2 separate regions of the Cricetulus griseus genome follow, and region 1 is linked to region 2. A link is a contact called in public Micro-C data. All regions are on one chromosome and are shown on one strand. The core of a region is the stretch at or near the end of the contact, and the rest is flanking DNA. Distances in the headings are between cores, read along the strand shown. Region 1 holds the start of Sema4b (semaphorin-4B). Region 2 holds the start of Furin (furin, paired basic amino acid cleaving enzyme).

Evidence for each region. A called contact is a pair of places that touch in the nucleus more often than the background predicts.
Region 1: a Micro-C map of the CHO-K1 cell line shows a contact between it and region 2, with 5 times the contacts expected there. The contact joins the promoter of Sema4b here to the promoter of Furin in region 2. A contact is called at or near these places in 2 of 8 Hi-C or Micro-C datasets (both in the CHO-K1 cell line).

The regions. Positions count from the first base shown.
Region 1 is chr3:117,419,428-117,425,249 of CriGri-PICRH-1.0, reverse strand. Sema4b (semaphorin-4B) reads left to right here and starts at 4,222. Exons shown (of 15, transcript XM_027408230.2): 1 at 4,222-4,995. It also overlaps the pseudogene LOC100761635.
Region 2 is chr3:117,203,797-117,209,561 of CriGri-PICRH-1.0, reverse strand. Furin (furin, paired basic amino acid cleaving enzyme) reads right to left here and starts at 2,784. Exons shown (of 15, transcript NM_001243986.1): 1 at 2,575-2,784; 2 at 2,093-2,191; 3 at 1,902-1,997; 4 at 1,343-1,471; 5 at 1,184-1,260; 6 at 372-460. The coding sequence starts at 2,751.

The DNA.
Region 1 (5,822 bases), core at 2,973-5,472, 210 kb before region 2:
GACCCTGACACCAGGGCCAGGTTAAGGCCTTCCCAGGGCTAGACCCACTGCTCTGTAGCATCTGCTATGGAGTAAGATACCATTCCACAGTAAATAAGCTTTTTTTTTTTTTTTTTTTTTGGTTTTTTGAGATAGGGTTTTGATGGGGGAAATACTTCTGTGTATGTTTATAAATAAAGTACTTGCTTGGCCAATGAGACAGCAGGTTAGGCTGGACTAGGAGTCAAAGAGGATTCTGGGAAATGTAGAGAAATGGTGTTCCAGACAGGAAGTGACATAGCAAGGAGACTCATATTTAAGAAGAGGAAAAAAGAAGTGTCGCTCTTTTTTCCCCTCGGCTCCTGCTCCAGCGGCACGATGTGAGGGACAACAAGGAGGGACGCCAATAAGGCGTCCGATAAGATAAGTCCCATAAAATATATAGATGTATGGTAATTGAGACTGAGCTAACAAATGAGAATCCTAGTCATTGGCCAAGCAGCTTTGTAACTAATACAAGTCTCTCTGTGTATTCATTTGGGCCTAACTCGGGCAGGCAGCTGGCGTAAAGCTTGCACATGGCGGTGGGGCTCAGGCAGCTTTTGGCAAAAAGATTTATTGTAACAGGGTTTCTCTGTGTAGCTTTGGAGCCTATCCTGGCACTCGCTCTGGAGACCAGGCTGGCCTTGAACTCACAGAGATCTGCCTGCCTCTGCCTCCCGAGTGCTGGGATTAAAGGCGTGCGCCACCAACACTCAACCCAATATCATTTTCTTGATTCTGCAATATCTTAGATAATGGATAATGTCATCATTGGAAGGATTTGTCGATGAGTTTTTAGGGTAAATTTGTTCTTTTTTTTTTTTAAGAAAAAAAAACTTGTCAGGCGGTGGTGGCACACGCCTTTAATCCCAGCACTCGGGAGGCAGAGGCAGGCGGATCTCTGTGAGTTCCAGACCAGCATGGTCTACAAGAGCTAGTTCCAGGACAGCCTCCAAAGCCACAGAGAAACCTTGTCTCGAAAAACCAAAAAAAAAAGAAAGAAAGAAAGAAAAAGAAAAAAAAAACTTTATTATACCTTACTATCAATTTCATATAAATATATAAAAAGTGAACAGCCCCCATCTTCCCTTGCCCTCAAAGTCAAGTCCTTTGAAGAACTTTCTTCCTTTCTATTCTTAAGCACTGGGTGAGTCTGATTGCCCAGAGAGGGTGCTGCCTTCCCCCAATGTCACAGAGCAAGGTAGGGAAGATGGATGACAGGGAAGTAGGGGGAGGAGCTAGATGGGCAGGCAGCCGGGCACTGGCTCCTTGGAGTCCTGGGAGGCCCGGGCCTCAGCTGCTGCGTGGGAAAACTGCTCCTCGCTGCTTGGCCGGCCGGTAGGTGCCCTCTGACTGGCGCTTTTCTCGAAGTTTCCGAACCAGCAGGAACAGCAACACTGCTAGGAGGATGACTCCCAGGATGGAAAAGACCACAATGACGGCTACAACGGCCTCTGAAGGCAGGCCCCCATTGGAACAGAGTCTGGGGGTAGAGTCACATTACTTGTGAAAAAGTCCGGTGTTGTTTGGCTCCAGCCGGCGGGCAGCATCGGCAGACCAAATGCCAAGAGCAGCTGCCGCAGGCCTGGGGTCGCCATGAGCTTGGGCGACGATTGGTGGCGCCAAGGGCAGGACTTCCCCGGGCTTCAATTCCTACCGCATCTTGGGGTCGAAGCCGGCACCTGCGACCCGGGACCTGGCCCAGGCGTCTGAGAGGGACTTCGCGCAGGTTCCCAATTCCAGGTCCCCGACTGGAACCCGGAGTCTCTGTCCTTCACCCTGTTGCTCCGGATCCCACCCAAATTTGCAGATCCCACCCAAATTTGTTCTTTTTTTTTTTTTTAACTTTCTTTTGAAGATTTTATTATGCATACAGTGTTCTGCCTGCATGTATGCCTGTATGACAGAAGAGGGCACCAAACCTCATTACAGATGGTTGTGAGCCACCATGTGGTTGCTGGGAATTGAACTCAGCTCTGGAAGAGCAGTTAGTGGTTTTAATCTCTGAGCTATCTCTCCAGCTAATTTGTTCTGTTTTTACAACCTCCTAGGAGCCTGCAATTATTTTAAGACAAAATAGTTAACAGAAGGATTGGGGATGTAGCTCAGTAATGGGGGCTTGCCTAGTGTGCCCAAGGTCCTCAGTACATATACATACAGTAAAAAAACAATGATATGTGTAATTCTGCAATATATATTTTATAGGAACACATAAGAATAAAAGCATGGCCTGGTGTGGTGGTGCACATCTGGTGTACATAGAGTTTGAGGCCAGCCAAAGCTATATAGTGAGATCCTGTCACAAAAAGAAATAAGAAGAGCGTGTATGCATGCATTCTGATTGGCTAGTTTTATGTCAGCTCGACACAAGCTTGAGTCTTCAGAGAAGAGGAATTCTCAATTGAGGAAATGCCTCCATAAAGTCAGGCTGTAGGCAAGCCTGTAGGGAGTTTTCTTAATTAGTGATTGTTGGGGGAAGCCCCAGCCCACTGTGGGTGGGGCCATCCCTGGGCTGGTGGCCATGGGTTCCATAAGAAAGCAGGCTGAGCAAAGCTTTTGGAGAAAGCCAGTCAACAGCACATACCTACCTATGGCTTCTGCGTCCGCTCCTGCCTCCAAGTCCTTGCCCTGTGAGTTCCTGTCCTGTCTTCCTTTAGTGAAGGACTAAGATGTGGAAGCATAAGCCGAATAAGCCCTTTCCTCCCCAGCTTGCTTTTGGTTGAGATGTTTCATCACAGCAATAGTAAGCTTAACCAAGACCGCACATTAAACCCTTAGACCGGTAGTCTGTGGGGGGAGGGAGAGGGAAGGGGAACGCAGGATGAACACAGCTACATTAATCAAGGGGTGTTTGGAGCCAGGCCGATGGTGATTATGTATGGTGAACTGAAACCACATTAACTCCAACCTCCCCACACCTGAGGTCATGCAGTAGAAAGGGTGGCATTGACAGGATGTTGGGGCTGGTGGATCAATAATGGTAAAGACCTGGCCCTTTCTAATGGGACCTTTTCCAATGATGTTTTACCCAACAAAAGGAAGGTTGGAAGTGAAGGGGGAGAAACAATGATGGAGAGCAAAGAAGCTGTGGGGGAAGTTTTAGGGTACATTCTCTTGAGGGACATGGGTTAATGAAGGAACTAAGGAGACCACACAAACCAGCTGAGTCCACGGGCCTGGCAGGGGCCAGGATTCCTGGTGTTTTTCCGAGCAGCTGGTGCTCACTAGGGTGCTCAGGAAATTGAAACTGATTCTTTTTCATAGCCTCCAGGGCCACGGTGACCTTTGAGGGACCTCTAGTTTAGCTGTGCTTGCATCGTCCTTACCAGTAGACTTCCCGGAGCACTGCCCGGAAATCAGTGATAACAGAAAGGGTGGGGAGACTTCCAAAGCTATTTGCCTAAGTGCACTCACTACCTGAGCTAGAAACACAGTATATTTTACTGTTAAATTGCGTGCTCATGAAGAGGAAGCAAAAGGAAATAATTGAGGAAGTATCTAAAGGTTTATTGACAAGGATGCTCATCTCAGCATTTCTCAAGAGCCTTAATGTTCCATGGTAGAAGCTCCTTAAAAATTTATGTTGCTGCCCTGGGGGTCGTATACTTATCTCCAGAGGTGTGTGTCCCAAAGATCTCCAGATCTCCATGCCAGCAGGACCTACATAACAGACCCTGTCTAAAAACAAATGTGTGTGTGTGTGTGTGTGTGTGTGTGTGTGTGTGTGTATAGATAAGAGTAATAGCCTAGCATGCATGAAGACTTGTTTTGCACCTTCAGTATCCTGTAACTCAGATGTGGTTATCTGCCGTTCCCTTATCCCAGGGATTGTGGAGGCAGGGGGATCAGAAATTCAAGATCATTTCTCATTTCCTCCTCCAAAATACACACTAGTACTCCCTACGCCCGGGTGGTATTACTTTTCACTGTTTTCAACCTTCCTGCAGTAAACATGTGTTAAGTAACAGGTTTTTGTAGATAGGTTAATAACCAGCGTTCTTTTTCTGCTGGAGCTCTTTCTGAGAAGGCAGAGGATCATGCACTTAGTACTCATCTGGGCCCCGGAAGCGCTGGCCCTTGGCCTATTAACGTCTCCAGCCTCTTAACCAGCCAGCTCTGGCCAGCTCAGCCACTTACGTGCCCAGAACTGGTTGTTTCAGGAACCGCCCAGAAAGCTGCTGTCCCCTTCTGTAAGATAGGAGAACCAGGACGCAAGGGCTGGAGAGGGACAGGCCAAGGTCACTTGATAAACGCTGTTTATATTTATACTATCTCCCAGCTCTGTGGGTCGCAGGTTTGTGGGCGGAGCCGTGAGTGGTGCGAGCCGTGAGAGGCGACTCTGCACTCCTCTCTTCTCTTCGCCTCCATTGTAAACAATACTACTATTATTGAGGGTTGACCAGGCGCCAGGTGTGTGCTGTGTGCTTCTCACGACGCTGAGGTCCCTGTTGGTTTCATGCTCACTTTGCAGGCGAACTAAGGCTCAGAGAGGTTAAGACACTTGCCCTAGCTAACACAACCGGTTAAGTGTTAGTGGATCTGGGTTCCAATTCTATGGATAGGAGCAGATTCCAGCTAGGGAGACCACCAGCGAGCAAACCAAGGTCAGAAACGGGTGCAACCCAGTAGAATTGGGTCTTTGTGGGCGGCACAGTCGTGCTGGGGGGCCCTGGCCCAACGTGGGTAGCATCGTGTCTTGAACTGCTGGATCAGGCTAGGGGACCGTGGAGCAGCGGACCAGAGCCAAGGAGAGTACCTCCGGACAATTCCCGAAAACGCGGGGAGGGGGGGCGGGGCTTGGCAGCTGCCCAGCAGTTCCGGGGACACCGCGCAGGAGCGCTGGACGCAGGGTGTTCATGATACACGCTCCGGATCCCCAGGGACGGCAACCGGACGACCTGGCAGTGGGAATGAGTCTGTGGAACTTCGGAGCTGCGCGCAAGTAGCCTTGTCGTGGGAGATAACTCCTCCCAGGTAGGGGACCGGGAGAGGTGGGAGCTGAGGTCTGGGGGGGGGCTGACAGGACAAGCCCTGGCCTTCGCCGTCACCCCCCACCTTTCTCCCGCCCCTCTCTCCCAAGAGGGCGCCACCTGCACGCTCTGATGGGCACCAGCCGGGGCCAGTGGGGGAGCCTGTTGCCATGGCAGCGCAGGAGGTTGGGCCCACGTTCCCATGGCCACCGGGGGCCTCTTCGCGAATCCTTTTACAGTGTCTTTCAACACCGCCCCCTACTCCTCAGCCGGGAGGAAAATTACTAGGAAAAAGGCCTTAGGCTCCTCCTCTGAATGTTTGTGGTTGTGACCTCTGAGTTAGGGCCTTTGTCATGGCTTCTTTCTTCTCTCTGAACAACAATGTGGATTAAGGGCCCGGAGGGGGAGGAAGTTGGGGTCCTGGGAATGAGGCTTTAGCCTCTCCTTAGCTGTTCTAGTTTAGCACAGAGACTCAGGAGGCCTGGGTCACTTAGAAGGTCATCAAACCTCTGTTCACATTCCCTCACCTGTCATGTGAATATGTTGTTTAAGAATCACAGGAAGGGCTGGGAAGATGGCTCAGCAAGATAGGCGCTTGCTGCCAAGCCCAAGGACCTGAGTTATGTTTCCAGGACACACATTGCCCTCTGACCTCCACCTGTGCAGCTTGGCACATGCTATGGCCATCATACATGCAAACACACATAAAGTTAGTAAGTAAAAGGTGACAAACTTGAAAGAAAAAAAAAGGTATTGGGAGTCATCATAAGGGCCGACTGCCTAAGAACTGGATTCGTTGGAACTGGGGGAGATTGAGGAATCACCTTTCCC
Region 2 (5,765 bases), core at 1,535-4,034:
AAGAGAGAGGAGAGGCCAGTGCTGGGAAACCCAAAGCTCCTATCTATTGTCTGCCACTGTTTCTCATGAGCAGGACCCAAAGAAGAAAGGGGATGCTGTCTCCCCAAGCCACTCATTCTTCACTAGAAAGCCTTGGGCCTCAGAGGAGCAGGGATCGAAGGCTGTGATATGATTAAGGGAGGAGACTTCTGCTGAGAGGCTCCTATCCCACTCCACCATGCTACCAGCATGGGAGTCCAGCTTTTCCATTTGCTAAGGACCAGCATGCTGCCAAAAGCTCCATCGTGGAAGGTGGGGGGTAGACAGAGAGAACGTCCATGAGAGGTCCCCCCACCTTCAATGTTGGACCCAGGGCCAAGGCTCATACCCACCTCCAATTCGGGCGTTGTAAGCTACACCTACACCACAGACACCATTGTTGGCTACTGCTGCCACCTCACCCGCACACCGAGTGCCGTGCCTGCCGAGATCAAGAATACGGCATTAGTGGGTGTGGACAGAGTACAGCAGGTAACCCTGAGTCACATCAGTCACTCTTCCCTGTGGGGCCACCATCCTCTTTGCGATGATCATAACCTCCCTTGGATCCTGGTGCAGTGGATCTCTGAGTTTGAGGCCAGCCTGGTCTACAGAGCAAGTTCCAGAACAGCCAGGGCTACATATGGAAACCATGTCCCCCAAAACAAAAACAAAACTCCCTTGGGGGACCAGGACTATAAACAGGGACTCAGTTGTGGGTTTTTCTTGGGGGGGGGTTGAGGGGGTTGGGGTTTTTTTTGTTTTTGTTTTTGTTTTTTCTTTTTTTAGAGACAGGGTTGCTCTGTGTAGCTCTGGCTGTCCCAGGACTCACTGTGAACTAGGCTGACCTGGAACTCACAGAGATCCTCCTGTCTCTGCCTCCCAAGTGCTGGGATTAAAGGCGTGCGCCACCAATGCCCATCTTGGTGTTTTTTTGAGATAGGGTCTCACTATGTAACTTAGCTGGCCTGGAACTCACTATGTAGAGCAAACTCACAGAGATCTGCCAACTTCTCCGTCCCCAGTGCCAGTTTGATTAAAGGAGCCGCCACCATGCCCAGAAAGACTTCAGTTTTTAGGTGGGACTTGTGACATCAGACTCACCCTTGTGTCCTTAACTGGTAAGAGGGAAGACGCTCAGAGGCGGGAGCGTGATATTTCTCACCTGTTGTCATTCATCTGTGTATACCGAGGCTGAGGGTCAGGGTCCTGGTCATTGACATCAAAACTGGCTCCAGGATCCTGTAAGGACAGGGCCATCATCAGAAGCTGCCTCACCACACTGCCCACCGAGGGATCACCACCATTCTCCTCCATTCCTCACATAATTGCCTGCCAAGTCGGGATGGTTCTTCTCAATGCCGTCGTCCAGGATGGAGACCACAATGCCGTGACCTGTGAAGCCCTGGGCCCAGGCTTCCTTCACATTCAGGTCTCGCTGAGTGACACCAGACTGCAGAGACAACCAGCCCATAACCAGAGATATTTGGTCGCTAACTCAGAGAACCCATTCCACCCAAACCCTCTATCACCACCCATTGCCACTCCTTGTTTCCACTGGAAATGCATAGCTTCTGGGAAGGCAGGATGGGCTAGAACAGTGGTTCTCAAGCTGTGGGTTGTGAACACCCTCCCCAGCCCCTCCACCCCGGCAACCCTCTTATCTCCAGAAATATTTACATTCATAACAATAGCGAAATTACAGTTATGAAATAGCAATGAAAATATTGTTATGGTTGGGGGTCAGCACAACACGAGGAACTGTATTAAATAAAGAGCTACAGCATTAGGAAGGTTGAGAACCAATGAGTTAGTAAGCCTCATCCACTCACAGCACCTCACAGTGGTGGGGAAGAAGACCAGAACCCAAGGAGGCAGCATACCAGGTACCACTGCTGGGGAAACTTGGGGTCTGTGGGCTCCTGATACACGTCCCGCTTGGTCCTCCGTTTTGCTACCTGCTGCTCCAGCCACTTTACCTAGGGATGATATAGATGATATAGGTGTGTGTGGGGGAGGGAGGGGGGCTCAGAACAGAAGCAGTGGCAGCTGGAAGGGCCAGGGCCACACTTACTTGAGGCTCCCTCTGTAGCCGGATGTGTCGCTGGCGGTGAGGTGACAAGGACCGCTTTGTCACTGCTCTATGCCTGAAGTGGTAATAGTCACCAAAGATCTGCAATAAAGCAATGAGACCGAGATGGGCCTTCCATCTGCCAGTCCCTGGGGGAGGCAGAGAAGGGGGTGGACAAGGCTGCTGGGGAGGCTCACAAAGACAAGTGGTGATGGGGCATCTGTTCCCTGCTTAAGACCCACGAGAACATGCAGGGGATGGAGGGGGACACCCTCATTGAGATGTGCTGGTTTTTCTAAGCAACTATGATAAAAGCCCACTAACAGGACAATGCCACAGACCCCATCCCAGCCACCCAGAATCTGCCTCTTGCCCAGATGCCCTGGAAGACACTCTACTTTATGGTGCAAAAGCTTATGCCCTCACCCTCTCCACCACGAGGCAATGTCCTGAAGTTACACCAACAGGCCAGGTGAGAAACCTACCTGGCCCAGGTTGTGGAACCCATGCTTCCGTGCCACGCTGTCAGCCACAGCTGGGCCTCCAGAGATGTGCACAGCCCAAGTGTTGGTGAAGATCTTTTGGCCACGAGCATCAGCTGCTAGCAGGACCAAGGCTCCTGCTGCTGCTACCACCCATAGCAACCAGGGCCTCAGCTCCATGGGGGGGCAGATGACTGGGACCCCGGAGCTCCTGTCTCCCTGGCCTGGTCACAGGGCCTTGGCTGCCACGTGCCTGCTCACTGCCAGGGCCCCGGAGCTGACTGGCGGGGGCATGGGGCCGAGATGGGCAGGGCTGGGGAGCAGGGTGAGGGCAGGCTCTGAGGGAGCAAGAGGAAGAAAGGAAGAAGAGTCAGTTGGTTCTCATCACATACTAATACTCTCCTTCCTGTCTTCAAGGCTTAATCAGGGGCTAAAAAGGAGTTTCGGGGAGGTGGATAAAACAAACAAATACATGCTGGGCGTTGGTGGCGCATGCCTTTAATCCCAGCACTCGGAAGGCAGAGGCAGGCGGATCTCTGTGAGTCTGAGGCCAGCCTGGTCTCCAGAGCGAGTGCCAGGATAGGCTCCAAAGCTACACAGAGAAACCCTGTCTCGAAAAACCAAACCAAACAAACAAACAAACAAACACCCGAGACTCTGGGAAGATGGCTCAGTAGGGACAATTACTGTTGCCCAAGCATGAAGACCTGAGCCTGGAGTCCCAGAACCACATAAAAAGGTAGGCTTGGCAGCCTGTGTCTGTAACTCCAGCACCAGGGGCAGGACAAAGACAAAAGAATTGCTGGGGCTTGCTGGCTACCCAACCTATCCAAATTCACAAGCTTCAGGTTTGGGAAGAGACCCTGTCTCAAAACAAAACAAAACCCCCCCCAAACAATTGTCAGGGTTGGAGAGACGCTCAGTGCTTCTTTAAGAGCACATGTATGTAGCCCCTGCTCCTGCGGAGGACTAGCATTCTAGTCCTAGCACCTGTATGGATGGTTCACAACTACTTATAACCCCAGTTCCAAGGGATCCAATTCCTGCCCCATCCCCCAAAGCCTCACCACATACACACACACATACACACAAGCTGTCTTTGGAAGAATCCAGCCCCTATCCCTAAAGGTCAGCCAAACAGGCACATGGACCCATCATCTCCCTTCACAAGCCTTTCTCCGTTAAGAATACAATCAGGGCTTGAGTCATTCAAAATAAAAAAAAACAAACAATAACCAAAGAAAGAAAGCTACATTATAAAATGGCATGTACACCGGATTCCATTTTGTTTTCTTAAAACTATACATGCATATTTATACATAACCAAAACAAAATCTGGAAGGACACACACTAAAATGTTAACAATGGCTCCTTGGAGAGATGGTGAGAATTATGAGTAGCAACTGTTAGGTTTTTTTCTTTGTGCTATCGTATGTTCTCCTAATCCCTAAGTATAGTTTATAAAAGAATAACATGTTAGTGCTTTAAAAAATGAACAGGGTCTACCCAACTCATTAGGTTAGCTGTAGGGAGTTGTTTGAAAAGACTCACAGTCCCTGAGAGGGAAAGAGTGGGTGACTTAAGTTGGGAGGGGGCTGGGAAACCATGTTCTGAGCACACAGGACTCCTGAGGCTTCACTTTCCTTTAGGACTGAGATGACAGCCATCTTTAGAGGCAGGGCCCAGAGCTGCCCCCTCGATTGTTCCAGACCCACCACCTTGCGTAATCTGAGCTGGGCAGCCAGGGCAAACACTGGCTGCTGAGCCAGGAGCACCAAGGTGAGGCTGAATCAATAGTCCTGAGTGTTGTTTTTCCTCCTTCAGCAAACAGACAGCAAGACTTCACTACCAGGGGCCATATAACAGTCCCCATAAAGGGCCCCCAACAACCACAAGCCAAGCTCCTGGGGTAGGTGGAAGCTAGGAGAGGTTCCAGTAGGCTGCTGGGGGTACCCTGTCTCAGTGCCAAGCTTTTGTGTCTGCCCAAGGATCCTCATGCCCCTGCCATTCCCGTGTTTCAGCCCCAGAAGTGGCGGCCGTTCAAGCTGATGGTGAAATGAAGGGACCTCAGCACACACTGTCCTGGGGAGCTGGGCAGATCTGCTTGCCACTGGAAACCCCTTGATTCTCCAGGAGCTACAACAGGCCTCCCTCACTGCTGCCGCCTCACCCTACAGGCTCCGGGGACTCCACACACAATTCCTGGAGTATTTTCAGTTTATACCAAAATAACCTGACAGCTGATAGCAGAAGACATTCACAATGCAGAATCCATACCCGAAGGGCAGAGGCCAAAGGGCTCCAAAGACACGCCTGGAAGTTACAGCTCCATGTCCCCCTGGGAGATAAAGCCACTATGTGTGACTAATCGGGTGCTCCAGTGCTAAGGAGTAAAGGGACTTCAAGCCCCCATTTAGGAAGATGTGGGGCTTAGAGGCAAAACTGTGTGGAAACAGGGCCTGTTCTCTTGTCACAGCTAAAGTTCTCTTGGGTTTAGACATCAGGCAGACTCCCTGCCGGGAGATGGGAGACCTGCCTATAGCTTCCAAATTATGGCTGGGTCTGTCTGGGTCTAGCTCAGGTTCCAGCAAACTGTAGATGGAGCTACAACTGCCTGGCATTAAAGGTGATTAACCAACTATTTAATTACCTTGCAGCAAGCAACTGAGCTTCAGGCACAATTGAACAGGACGGGGATCCAACACCCCACCCCCAAGGAAGGTGATCTGCTTCCCTCCACCAAGTGTCCTCACCTATGGCAAGGGTAGGATATGGATTCCAGTCATCAGACAGCCTGGCCTCATCATATGACAGAGAGAGGACCACCCCACCAACTCGTGCTCAAACACACACACACACACACACACACACACACACACACACACACACACACACACACACGACCAAGAGCTGAGAACAATGAATGAACAGGCTTCTCCCCACCCCCATCCCAGACTCTGACTCACCCTCTGAGTCCCAGTTGTCTCAAACCAGGAGGCTGGATGTATTTCTAGCCTCTCTGGGTCAGTCTTGCCCAGCACTCAGTTTGGGCCTGGCTACAGACTGAGCTATGGTCCGGTTCCTAGTTGTTTTCTTGGACAAAGCCTTTTCTCCCTCCCTAGAACCTGCCAACAGAGACAGCCACCCCAGGTATCAGAGCTGCACCTACCACCAGGTGTGGCTGCTGCTTCCTG